Linked DNA regions of Zea mays: all the other regions are linked to region 1. Evidence: chromatin contacts called from public Hi-C data. All regions are on one chromosome and are shown on one strand. Each heading gives the region's core, a stretch centred on a gene start, on an enhancer-like site or on the middle of the called end of the contact. The rest is flanking DNA. Distances are from core to core; before and after follow the strand shown. Region 1 holds the start of LOC107305680 (Putative E3 ubiquitin-protein ligase XBAT31). Region 2 holds the start of LOC542534 (initiator-binding protein 2). Region 3 holds the start of LOC100282988 (protein kinase APK1A). Region 4 holds the start of LOC100502260.

The links. Hi-C and Micro-C count contacts between places; a contact is called where the count stands out from the background.
Region 2: a contact with region 1 is called in a Hi-C map of leaf, with 4 times the contacts expected there. The contact joins the promoter of LOC542534 here to the promoter of LOC107305680 in region 1. A contact is called at or near these places in 2 of 25 Hi-C or Micro-C datasets (both in leaf).
Region 3: a contact with region 1 is called in a Hi-C map of bundle sheath, with 2.6 times the contacts expected there. The contact joins the promoter of LOC100282988 here to the promoter of LOC107305680 in region 1. A contact is called at or near these places in 5 of 25 Hi-C or Micro-C datasets (bundle sheath, endosperm, leaf and 1 more).
Region 4: a Hi-C map of ear shows a contact between it and region 1, with 1.9 times the contacts expected there. The contact joins the promoter of LOC100502260 here to the promoter of LOC107305680 in region 1. A contact is called at or near these places in 3 of 25 Hi-C or Micro-C datasets (ear, leaf and tassel).

The regions. Positions count from the first base shown.
Region 1 is chr1:40,521,286-40,524,507 of Zm-B73-REFERENCE-NAM-5.0, forward strand. It overlaps LOC107305680 (Putative E3 ubiquitin-protein ligase XBAT31), which reads right to left and starts at 1,633. Exons shown (of 8, transcript NM_001320809.1): 1 at 1,365-1,633; 2 at 1,158-1,217; 3 at 994-1,065; 4 at 782-906; 5 at 562-702; 6 at 311-418; 7 at 1-176. The coding sequence starts at 1,547.
Region 2 is chr1:40,289,379-40,292,179 of Zm-B73-REFERENCE-NAM-5.0, forward strand. It overlaps LOC542534 (initiator-binding protein 2), which reads left to right and starts at 1,285. Exons shown (of 10, transcript NM_001324298.1): 1 at 1,285-1,548; 2 at 2,488-2,668; 3 at 2,773-2,801. The coding sequence starts at 2,579.
Region 3 is chr1:40,366,734-40,369,646 of Zm-B73-REFERENCE-NAM-5.0, forward strand. It overlaps LOC100282988 (protein kinase APK1A), which reads right to left and starts at 1,317. Exons shown (of 6, transcript NM_001155892.1): 1 at 1,140-1,317; 2 at 373-707; 3 at 157-292; 4 at 1-63. The coding sequence starts at 1,209.
Region 4 is chr1:40,739,600-40,742,567 of Zm-B73-REFERENCE-NAM-5.0, forward strand. It overlaps LOC100502260, which reads left to right and starts at 1,302. Exons shown (of 4, transcript NM_001363251.1): 1 at 1,302-1,819. The coding sequence starts at 1,421. LOC100192516 (60S ribosomal protein L3-1) reads right to left here and starts at 120. Exons shown (of 5, transcript NM_001137736.1): 1 at 1-120.

The DNA of each region.
Region 1 (3,222 bases), core at 383-2,882:
CCCTCTCTCTGTTGGCCTCCATCAGGGCTGCTTCGAGCAAAGATTTGGCATCGGGTTCCAGCTCGCTGATGAACTTGAGAGCGGACGGCCAGACAAGGGGCTCCGCGGACGACGGGTTCAGCAGCGCCGCGCACGCGACGTGCCCTCGCTTCGCGGCGACCTCATACGGAATTCTCCTGCAGAAAATCAACCCGCCGCATCAGTAGCCAAACATTTGCCTCGGCATTCCAGGCGCCCGGCGTCATGCCATTGCCGACCCTGGTGTAGTGGTGCTGCGAAAACAAGAAAAAGAAAAAAAATGCTCGCTCACCCGACGGAGTCTCGCTGGAGGCGGTCGGCGCCCCAGGACAGCAGTTGCCGGACGCAGTCCAGGTTGCCGCCGCGCGCGGCCAAATGCAGCGGCGTGCTGCCCGGGAATCTGCAGGAGCGAGCGCTCGAGTCAAATGTATGACACACAGCTTTCCTCAAAAGGAGCGATTTTTTTCACATAAAAATAAGTCGTTTGACATGATATGGGAGGGTGAGGGGGGCAGCCGGGCAGGGCAGGGCAGGAATCCTCACCCGAAGGCGCCACTGGAAGCAGACACGATGGCGCCGTTCTCGAGTAGGACGTGGACGCAGCGCCGCCAGCCCTGCCTCGCCGCGAGGTGCAGCGGCGTCGCTCCGGTGTCGTCCCGCACGTTCACGAAGCGCGCGAACCCCCTGCACCTCCACAGCTGAGAACACATTAGCAAAGGGGCCAGAGAGCAGCGGCGAGACGGCCGGGGCGACGAAGGCCAACCAGGATTCCGAGACCGGCGCGGACTTGGCCGCCGCCGAGAGGATGGTCCGGAGGCAGTCCGCGTGCCCGTAGTACGCTGCGTAGTGCAGGCACGTCCGCCCGTGCGAGGAATCGAACATCACGATCTGCACGCCCAAATCGGAGACGCCATTTAGTAGCCTGCCCGACTCCGAGAACTGATAATAACGCGCAGGATCCATTTAGAGGCTCACATTGGCGCCGGCGTCGAGCAGCCGGCGGACGCAGTCGGTCTTCCCGTGCATCGCCGAGAGCATCAACGCCGTCTGCGGCAACAGATTGGAGGCCGGAGGTGTCAGCGGGTAGTAACAGGGGACGAGGGGAAGGAGATGCGGACCAGCGGCGGGCGGGAGCTAACCTGCTTGTGGCGGTTAACGACGTCGGGGTGCACGCAAAGATCCAATGCCAGGGAGACCACCTGTAGAGCAGTAGAGGGAGAGAGAGAGAAGGTTAAGCAATCGCACGCCGAATGCGTCAACATCCATGCCGGCAACAAACCAGAAGATGTACAGGTTGGTGGCGAGGCTGGGAGAGATCAAAAGCTAAGTGAGATGGGAGCTCGTACCTGGAGGTGGCCGTGTGCGGCGGCGATGTGGAGCGCGGAGAGGCGGTCGAAGAGCGTGGTGCGGCTGAGCAAGGTGGGGCGGGAGCGAAGAGCGGCGGCGAGGCGGGCCATGTCCCCGGACTGCGCCGCGCCGAAGAAGTCTACCTCCTCGCTTGGTCGGCCGCAGCTAGCGCCGTGCCCCATCGCCGCCGGCCCGGCCTCCGGCGAGCAGGAGCGGGAGGGGCCGGGGAAGTGGCTGCTGACGGGACTGTCCTGGGACTGGGACTGGGACTGGGACTGGGAGAGAGCAGGGGGGAGTGCAGAGCTGCTTAAAATATACTGCGTGCACTTCCCTGTAGTTTTTTAAGGCTTTTTTTTTTGCCCCTCTCGCTCCTCCTGATTGAACCTTTTTTTCCTTCTCCGGTAACCCTTTGCGAAAAACGAAAATAAAAATCCTCTCTCGAATAAAATATCCGTGGCGGTGAGTATGTCTTCATTTAAATAGGGGATATTTTTTCGGAGAAGTTTTACGAGGGCGTCTGTCACTGTCCTGGATTCGAAACTATCGTATCCGTTTCGTATACGACAGGAAGAATAAACAGCGGTATACCGTTTCGTATATTTCAGGAATAACAGACAGCTGTCCGGTGACGAATTGTACAAGTTGGCGTTGTTTGTTGCGTTCGGGCACGAAACCGATCGTTCGTCGGCGTATGGTGGTCTCGCATCCCACGTACTCGTGAGTAAAGATAGCGCTGGATACGTATTTACACTTGGGATACGCTGCGCTCATCGTATATTTCCGTGTTCCGACGAGCTCACGGCAGGCTCATGAGTAGTCCGTCCTTGTTCCGCAATCCATGTATCAGATATGCATGTCGTCTCTACTGATCCGATGCCTGGATAGATCGAGATTCGAGAGTCGCGAGTCCGCGTGTGAGCTTTCCAGATCGCAGTTGCTCGCACCACTTCTCCCTTGCTGATCCATGGCGCCTTCGAGTCTACATGGCGAGTCCTCATGGCCTCGTCATCTCAGCTGCGTCTGCGTCTGCGTCATCGAAAAAACTGCCAAGCACGAGTGCGCGCCCGTTTTCCTGACATGCATGCGTGATGCGTAGTAACGGCTACAGCACAGGCTACTGGTCCACCCTGCACGAGAGTTGATCGCTTGCGTTCCCTACGCCTGTCAGTCGCGGACGCGGAAGCTAGATGCAGCGTTGCCGCCGCAGCGAGCGCGCAGTCGCGTCCCGTGAATCGCATTGCCGAACCGCGCGTCCATCTCCGGCGCCGCTGCGCGGGCTGGACAGTGATCCTTCTTCACCCGCAGGCGTATTTTTGCCGTCATGGCGCGCCAATGTCCATTCGGCGAACGAGCTTTTGGATCGACCACCGTGGGCGGCCGCCGGGCGGTGAGTCGTGCGGCTCGATCGGTGGTTACGAGTTGCTCCGTTCGACGCAGTACCGGCACGGCGTGGCTGGCTTTGATGGAAACGCGAAAAGACTTTTTTTTCTTTCTTCCTCTTGATTAAACCTCCACGTACCGACGACGTACGTGAGGTGGTGGTCCTGGCGCCTTGCCCAGTTGCCCGGCCGGAGCTGTTTTGTGCTATCCGTACGCACTGGGACAGGCAGCGCTAGTCCTCCTGTCGTCGTTCACTCACTCGTTTGGGCCCCGCACGGGCACGGTGCCGTTACTGTACCGATCAAGATGGAAACGATATTGAATTTTCGTTCGAGATGCTTGGTTCTGAACCGTGATGGGTCTTGGACTGCCGCTTGTGGCCCAACAGGTGGGCGTGCGGTGTGGGATGGTTTGGCAGTCCTTGCCAAGCAGAACTTGTGTTTTGTATTAATAATATATATAAATAGTGAAGTAAAA
Region 2 (2,801 bases), core at 35-2,534, 230 kb before region 1:
ATAGCTTGTTTGCAGATATTAAAGATGGTAGTCTTTTATAAGAGACATAGGTATATGTTATATGAGACGACAAAGCAAGTTTCTACTCAGTAAGAGTTTACAAATGCATTAAGGCTGTAAAATAATGTTTGCCTATTTTTGTCTGAGAGGATGAAGTATTTTTGAAAGTTGCTATGTATGTGTGCACGTAGAATTACGAGAAAGAAACCAAATAAGACTTGGGGTCTACAAATGGCATGCCATGCAAATTTGTACAGCCGATGTGTGTTCCTTTGTCTGATAATGCTAATAGTGGAAACTGATCGTACAGTGGTACCATTATGCAAAGATAGTAACGCAAAACCTGCAGTAGGAATTCAGTCCATTCTAATAAAAGACATCCATGATTATTCCGTAACGAACTAAACGGATTTCGACTAGATACAGATTAAAGTAGTGGATTTAATATTTCGTAGCTTTGTAAATTTGGAATCCAAAGAATGAACTTTTCTTAAACCCTAGAAATTCCATGCTGCGTATGCACCTTTGGTCCGGGCAATGGCCGAGTGAGATGCCAGCTGGACCTAGCACATATTTTTCTATGGTAGATGTATATATTTTAGAATCATGAAGACCACAAATTTCTTATCTAAAAATTATCTGGTTCTGCGTTGAAGAAGCTCCGGAATCTTAGCACCTTTTCAGGCATCACCCGTGGACATTCTCCACCGACCACCAATAGCCCGAAAACAGCAAAAACCCTCCATGAAAAGATTAATTTATAAATAAAAATATTTTAAAAACGGAGAACCCCGAATTAATTCCGTGAGAGAGACTGTGAAGTGGGTCTACATGCAGTTAATAATTACTAACCCCCTCACGTTTCTTTCCTAAAAACGTCCCTGCTATTCTCCTCACTTAAGCCCCACCGGTTAACGGGGGATCACTCCTTGGGTTCGTGGTCACGAGGGACTGGAGGGCCACCGTGCGATCCGACGGCGCGGCTGGCGCGTCCGCTCCCACACCGACGGCCTGGATTTGCGGAATTTATCACGGGCGCGGAGACGTCTCTCCCGTTGTAGTAAGCCGGGACAGGCGCCCGCTGCCGTCGGATCACGTGGCCCCGCCACGTGGACGCTGCGGGAGGGCGGAACCGGTCGTTGGGGTGGGGCCGCGTGGGGTTTAACCGGGAGCAGCCGGTGGACGCCCCTCCCCGGGATGGCGTGGGCGTAAGCGTAAGCGAGGCGGAGTTGGGGGGTTTAAGAAGGGGGGGTGGTTTTGAGGGGTTTTGGCCAACCCACACCACCGCACCACGCACCTCCACCACCAGAAGAAAAAACCAAGGCGGAGGGCGGAGAGGAGAGCAAGGAGGGTGAAGGGGGAAAAGGGTAATAAAAATAAAAGAGGAGAGGAGAAGCAAGACGAGGAGGAAGAGGGAGCACCCAGAGGTAGGGGAGGGGGAATAATTCCGCAGGGGCTGAGGGATCTCGGCGAGTCCGGCCGCGGAGCAGCGCAGCGAGGCGGCGATCCGAGGGCGATCGGAGGCGGGCGGGCGTAGACGCCGGCGAGGTGAGCACGCCGTGCTAGTTCCGCGGAATTCTGGCGAATTATGCGGTTCTGGGGCTGGGTTTCGTGTCTTGGTGCCCCGCTGTGAGGCGCTGCTGTGTTGGGGTTTTGCTTCCGCTCTGTTTTCGTCCATCCTTGTCCGAATTCTGCTTGCTTTGCTCCGATCCGCCGCTCTGTGCTCGGATAAAGAGGTGAAATTCGCGTCTTTCCGAGATTCCGGCACATTTCAGAGTCGCGGTTTGGATTCGTGGGGTTTTGCTTAATTTCGCGTCGAATTGCTGTGGATCGGGTGCCGAGATCGGATCTGGCCTCGCTCGATTCACGTTTTTCTCGACGTTCTTGTGCGCCTGTGAGGTTTCCGGTCGCTCTTCCTTTTTTTAGTCGACGTGCCCGCTTTCCTTTTGGCAGTTGCTTGCTCCTCGCGGATTCCGATGCACGAGGTTTTTTTTTTAAAAAAAAAAGTTTTCTTCTCCTCTCTCTCACTCTCCCTTTTGATCGCTTGGCGTGCTGGTTTACCTGGCGAATTTATTTGCTTGTGCATTAAATTCAGTGGCGAAACCATCTCGCAAGAAAAAACCTGAGGTCTTAACTCGGATCACGGGTTGAAGTATGAATTCTCTCTATTTCTTCTGCTGTTTTTGTGTTTGAGTTTTGATTCGTTTTTGGAGCGCAGCCTGCTGAAAATTCTTTTCATTTGGCTGTTTCACGACTAGATCTCTCGGTTAATCGGCTTGGGGTATTGGGATTATAACTTTTGGTAATTAATTACTTCAAACGCAGTAGTACTCCTATGATCGTTCCCTGTTTAATTAATGGAATGGAGGGTTTAAAGAAGATTTATCCCAAGTCACTGCGGAGATCCCAATGAATTATTTCCTCTTCTTTTTTTTCCTACCTACTAGTACCAGCTTTCATTTGCTGATTGCTACTGTGTTCTTGCAGATTTGTGTTGGTGACAAGCCATGAACAGCGCAACCACCAGTTGTTAAGTAACCCTCCTGTAAACTTGAAGCAACCGAAGCGGAGAGCAGAAATGGTGTTCCAAAAGAGGTCCTCGTCAGAGTTGGAGGCGTCCGGTGGAGGCCAAGTCGCGGAGATGCCGCGCGTTCCCAAGTCTGCGAGGGTACGCCGTACGCGGCTTTCAGCGCATCGATTCGGCCCTCTCTTCGCTGCCCTTGGTTGGCGAGTCTGACAAGGATGGTGTTTCTTGTTCGGTGAAATGTGCAGGGCAAGAGATCGGTCAGGAAGAAGGAGGC
Region 3 (2,913 bases), core at 67-2,566, 150 kb before region 1:
TGGCAGCCTCGAGAGCAACCTTCATGCGTAAGTTCCATGGGAGCGGCTGGAAGTTCGAGCCCCCTGCAACACCATAGCATTCAGTCCTTTTTTTCATAAAGCGAGAAGCCAAGAATGGAGGGATATCGCGAACGAAACACTCGAGAGAGAGCCTACTCCTGAAGAGATGATGCTCCAGGCTCCCTCTCGGCATATACTCGTACACAAGAAGCCGCTGCTCGTCCTCCAAGCAGTAGCCGATGAGTTTCACGAGATTAGGGTGGGATAACTGCCCCAGGTAATTGACCTCCGCCTGCAAAGTCATCGCAGATGATTAAAGCCACCTATGGTGATGAGCCAAACAACACAAGAGGAGAGTGGAGGGACACGAACCAGCCATTCCCGGTGCCCTTGGAAGCTGTCGAGCTTGAGCTTCTTGACGGCGACGATGATCCCGGCGCCCGGCCTGACGGGCGCGAGCGTGCGCTCATCCATCCACCCCTTGAACACGGACCCGAAGCCCCCCTCCCCGAGCAGGCTGTCCGGCCTGAAGTTCCTCGTGGAGCCTTTGAGCTCGCCGAAGCTGAACTTGCGGACATTCGACGACTCCAGGATCTCCGCCTCCGTACGAGGGGTTGGCGGCACCGACGACGACGAGCCGGACGTCTTGGTGCCGAAGGTGCTGGTGTCGGCCGCGTTCTTGCTGACGCTCTTAGAACCGGCGGTCCCTGGAATCACAATTCACAAGCGTGTCTACTGATTTAGGCAAAGGAAGAAAAAGCTTTGTTCCTCGTGACGCGCCATACTGATTTGGCTAGCTAATACACCACCTGGGCATTGTAACGGGAGCTCGGTGCCATCCTCGCTCACCACCTCTGACTCCCAACAATCGCGAAATGGAGTAGTAAATAGTTCTACTCTCGTCGGATGGGGCAAAAGAAGAAGAAGAAAAAAAAGGCATGGAGATTATTTCAAATCTAGGCCGGCTGTTATTTGTTTCCCCCCTTCCCCCCTCGATCGAAGTGCAACGAAACGGATCAGTAAACGCTCCGGCCTTACTCCTATACCGGAAGCAGAAACAGAAGGTCGCTCCAACAACCAGAGCTAAGAAGGCGGACGCTGGGTGTCAGTCAGTAACCAGGAAGCTGAGATTGCAGTACCTGAGGAATTGGGGGCACTGAAGGAAGGGTTGATCTCGGCGTTCCCCTCCACGCCGGCGCAGTTCCCCATCAGGAACGAGCTCTCGCGGCAGCGCGCAGGCGGGGGGGGAGAGGGAGGTAGAAGCGGCTAGCTGAACTACGTCTGGGTTTATTTGCCTCGTGGTGTCATCCTCTCGCTGCGTGGGAAGGAGGTGATGAGTACAATGGCTGCTGCAGTGCTTGCCCGGCTGGCTCTGGCTCTGGCTGCCTGCCTGCCTGCGAGGGAGGGCGGTGGAGGGTGGTGGACTGGTGGTGGGCGCGCGCCGTGGGGTCCGTTAGGTCATTAATGGACGGGCAAGCCCGGCTTTCCGTCTCGTCTCGTCTCGTCTCGTCTTTGTTTTTTTTTTCTTTCCATGCGCTTCACGCCTTGGCCTCTTCCCGGCTTCAGGTTGAAGAGTACCAAAATTTTGATCTGTGCTTCCATCAGAAACTGTATGATTCCACCGATTCAACGTTCGTCCATTCCTTTTTGTTTTCTGAGTTACCACTATGTCAGAGAATGTTCCGCTGCTTCGATCTTTAATGTAAACTCAGACGGTCCTATGTGTAGACTAACGGTATTCGGTATACGAATGCAAAAAAAAAAAACGTCATTCCAAACTGGACAGCTACAGCCGCGCTCTTCTGGCCTTAATGATAATGCATATACACATGCTGTATTTTCTAGAAAGAAAGAAAGAAAAAACAAGACGCAGTCACGTATATCCAGCGAATACACAGTTATACGGCGATAGTGCACCCCCGGCACAGATTGGTGCAAAACAACAGAGCGCGATAGCGATAGGGGATGTATCGTAGGCGTAGGCCCCGGGCCCTGGCCGGGGTGCTGCACCTGTTTGACTAAACAGACGCTCATTTAGGTTGGAGGAGGAGGAAGTGGCGGTGGTTGGCGCCTGCCTGCTTGGAATTTAGCGCATGCCGATGCCGTGCCCCCCAGCGAATCGCAGGGGAAGCCTCCTCGCGTTGCCGTTGCCGATCCATCATCCGGCGGCACGGCTCACCCGCGCTGCTGCTTGTTTGTTGTTGCGTGGCACCTAGTACTGGCGACCCGAGCCGCACCGCACCACGGTATTGCCCCGACGAGTCTTGGCGGATTGACAACCAGTCGCGCGCGGAAGTCGCCGGTGAAGCGTCACCCACGGGCGCAAGTGGCGATGCGGATTAGTGTAGTGGCCGAGGGACGGTCCCTTTCGATGTAGCTGGAGCCTGCCCTGGACGCTGGAGTCTGGAGGCTGGAGGTGTCAGTCCAACCGCTGCCATGCAACGCAGGATTCATGTCTGGACTCTGGATCTGCCCGGCTATTGTATGGGGGGGAAACCACAAACGTGCTGGTATATACGCGGCAGGCGCGCGCGCGTGTGCGACCGGTACTCCATAACAGGCACTCGCACGTTTAGTTATCCCCACTTCCCCCAGAAGCTTCGAGGCGTGCCAATACTATTTCCATTCCATTCCATTCCATTCCACGCCGACGACATAAATGAAAGGCCACGAACCTAGAAACACACTTGTTTTTTCCGCACGTAGGGAGGGATATCTATCTATATCTCGTCGGATCGGAGAGTAGTGATTCGGATGATGCAGGAAATGGTTCGTCGTCATGGTCATGCATGGAATGGAATAGTGGAGGGAAACGTTTGCCTGCCAACGGCTCAAACACTGCGAGAATGTAGACGGCGGACAGCTCCGATCGATACAACCTGCGTTGGTTGCCATCAGCACAAAAGAAAGGAC
Region 4 (2,968 bases), core at 52-2,551, 220 kb after region 1:
GAGCTCAACATGGGCGGCTCGCCGCTCGGCGAAGAAAAGGCCGCCGCCGGCGAGCAAGGCGAGTCGAGGTGGGAAGAGGAGATGACGCCCGCGGCGGATTCGTTACATTCACCTGTAGAGGGTGGCGGCGCGGCAGTGAGGAGCAAAAATGCGCGTAAACCCTAGCGGATATAAAGGGCTCTCGGGTGCGAGAGTTTCGATCCCGCCGGACCGAAATGCCCCGAACCGAAATGCCCTGTGTGAAATATGGGCTGTTTCTCTGAACTTCTGAACTTCTGAGCTGATATAATGTGGGCTTGGGTCAGTACTCTATTTAAAATATGAGTTGTCCCCTCTTATTTAAAAATATCCTAATATTTCGTTTTAGTACCTCACTGATATAGTTCTAATTTATTATAATATCAAAAACGCAGCATGTGTTTGGACAACAGACATATTGTTACAAAAGAATCTGTTGAACACAGAAAATGCAGCACGGACGGTCTGGTCCCAAAGCCGGATGGTCCGCAATCCGAACGGTCTGCGGTAGTAACGTGGACGGTCCACACGTACGCAGAGTCAGTTAGGATTTCTAATGCTTATCGAATTCAACTCCGAGGGCCTGATGCAATACATAAATTCTAACCTTGACGACCTAGTCTATTATTACCCATCATCTGCAAAAGAAAATGGTTTCTGGTGTGTTTTGAGATGAGCCTATCTTACGTCACTATCTGCTTCTGACATCGACAAATCCTCCAGAAGAAGCCACGTTTAAAATTTTCGCTGACGTAATTGTTGGCTGGTTGCGCTCGCTCGCTTTGCCGGTTGCAACCACCCCTAATCCTTCCCTGTGGGCTGTGGTGTCACTGGTGTGGTGTGGGCAAACCACCGGGCCTACCTTGAGCCGCTCTGATTAGAAAGTGTTTTAAGCCACAAAAATCCATTCGTTTTTTTGGTTTTGTTCGAGTTCCCGTCCATCCAAAAGCAAAAGCCGATAAAAAAGCGAAACACATTCGTCATTTACTGTAACAGAAAACAAATAAACCATTCGCAGGCAACAACTCCCAGCCCGAAAGCTGCTACTGATCTCCTGAACCCAGCTCATGCACCGACGGCGGTCCCGCCGTTGAGGTTCTCACTCCAGGGTCTACCATTTCGGTGCACGAGCCGGAAGCAAGCCGAGCCGGCGCGGCGGAGCCGCGGAGGGAGGCAGCGGCTCGGGGAGAGCGAGAGGATGACGCTGACCGGTGGGACCGATTGGCAGTCCCGCACGGCAGAGCGAAGCTATACTAGCCGAGGCAGGAGCAGGAGCCTCGGCCGCTTCTCTCCCCTGCTCCAAATCCCCTCCCCCCTGCTCGGCCACAAACCCACAATCCCGTGTCTCCGGCCACCGTGCTGCGCAGGCCGAGGCCCGAGCTTGAGCGTTTGGTCTGCTGCCATGGATGACGAATCTAAGTCTGCTCCTAAATCGGATGTGAACACCGACGCTGGCGCGGAAGCCGCGGCGGCCGCCGCTCCGCTGCCGCCCTCGAGCTCAGAAACGGCGGAGACGGAGGCAAGGGTTGAGGCGGCGGATGGGGAGAGCCAGGTGGTTGAGCGGTTGGTCGAGCTTGTGAGCGAGATCGCGGCCATCTCGGACTTCAGGAACTCGTACCGGCGTCAGTTCTGCAACCTGTCGCGGCGGATCCGGCTCCTCGTGCCCATGCTGGAGGAGGCCAAGGAAGCGCCCACGCCACTTACGGTGGCATCGGAGGCCGCGCTACGGCGGCTCAGGGAGGCGCTCCACGCCGCCAGGGATCTGCTCCAGCTCGGCAGCAGCGGCAGCAAGATCTTCCTGGTGAGACTTGCTTATGCTCGGCTGCCTAAATTTTCTTCTGTTTACCGACTTTCGTGACAAATTATGATTTCGCTGTGGAGGTAAGATAATTTTCCTGGCCATTCGGAAGGAATTTATCTGTGTTAACACTACGGAATTAAGCATTCCCGACTGCACACTACGGAATTTAAGTTTTTGCCTGCCCACCCTTTTGGGTTATTATGAAATGTGAACTACTTGATGAAGGTTTCACTAGGTTTGGTCTTTTGGAATATCTTGTTGTCAAATCAATGCCGAGTCAGGGCATTTGACATTGTTTGATGCCGTTGAACAAGTCTGTCAAATATCATAGGTGTTACCTTTTTTTTGTTTACGAATATATTTTAGATTTGGTCAAACCATGTTATGTCACTTGGATCCTATTATAGACCTAATTATGGTGTAACTGGCAGTATCATCATATTCCAAAGTTGTTTAGGGGGTGTTTGGTTTCTAGGGACTAATGTTTAGTCTCTTCATTTTATTCCTTTTTAGTCTATAAATTGCTAAATATAGAAATTAAAATAAAGCTTTAGTTTCTATATTTAGCAATTTTGGAACTAAAATGGAATAAAATATAGGGACTAAACATTAGTCCCTAGAAACCAAACACCCCCTTAGTTTGTGCCTTTTAGGTCTTAATATGCCATATAAAGATAGTACCTAGGAGCTTCGTAGCTGCACATTTCTGTGAAATATGGAGTGAAAACTCACTATGTAATTACTCCATACTATTTTTATTTGCTGCTAGGTTGATTACGTACCTGGTTGAACATTATCACTGCTCAAAAGTTAACTTCCTGTAGGTTTGTGGCATTTGGGCAGTTGCACTTTCCATTCCATTTCTGTGGTGCAGGTGGATAAGAATAGCCTGCGATGCTAGTGTAAACTCTTATGAGCAGAAGAAATATGCCCAGAGAGTGTGGTTGTCTGGTTGGCATGGATCTATAGCATCAAGCTCCATGCTGGAACAGATTCAACTTAATTTATTTCTTTACTTATATGGACTAACAGTAGTGGAGTAAGATGAGTCAACCCAGAACATAATGGCAGTAATCTGGTTGCAGAACTTTCTTCACTAGAAACTTAAGTTAAACATTTTGATGTATTGTTGCTGTAAGTATAAAAGGT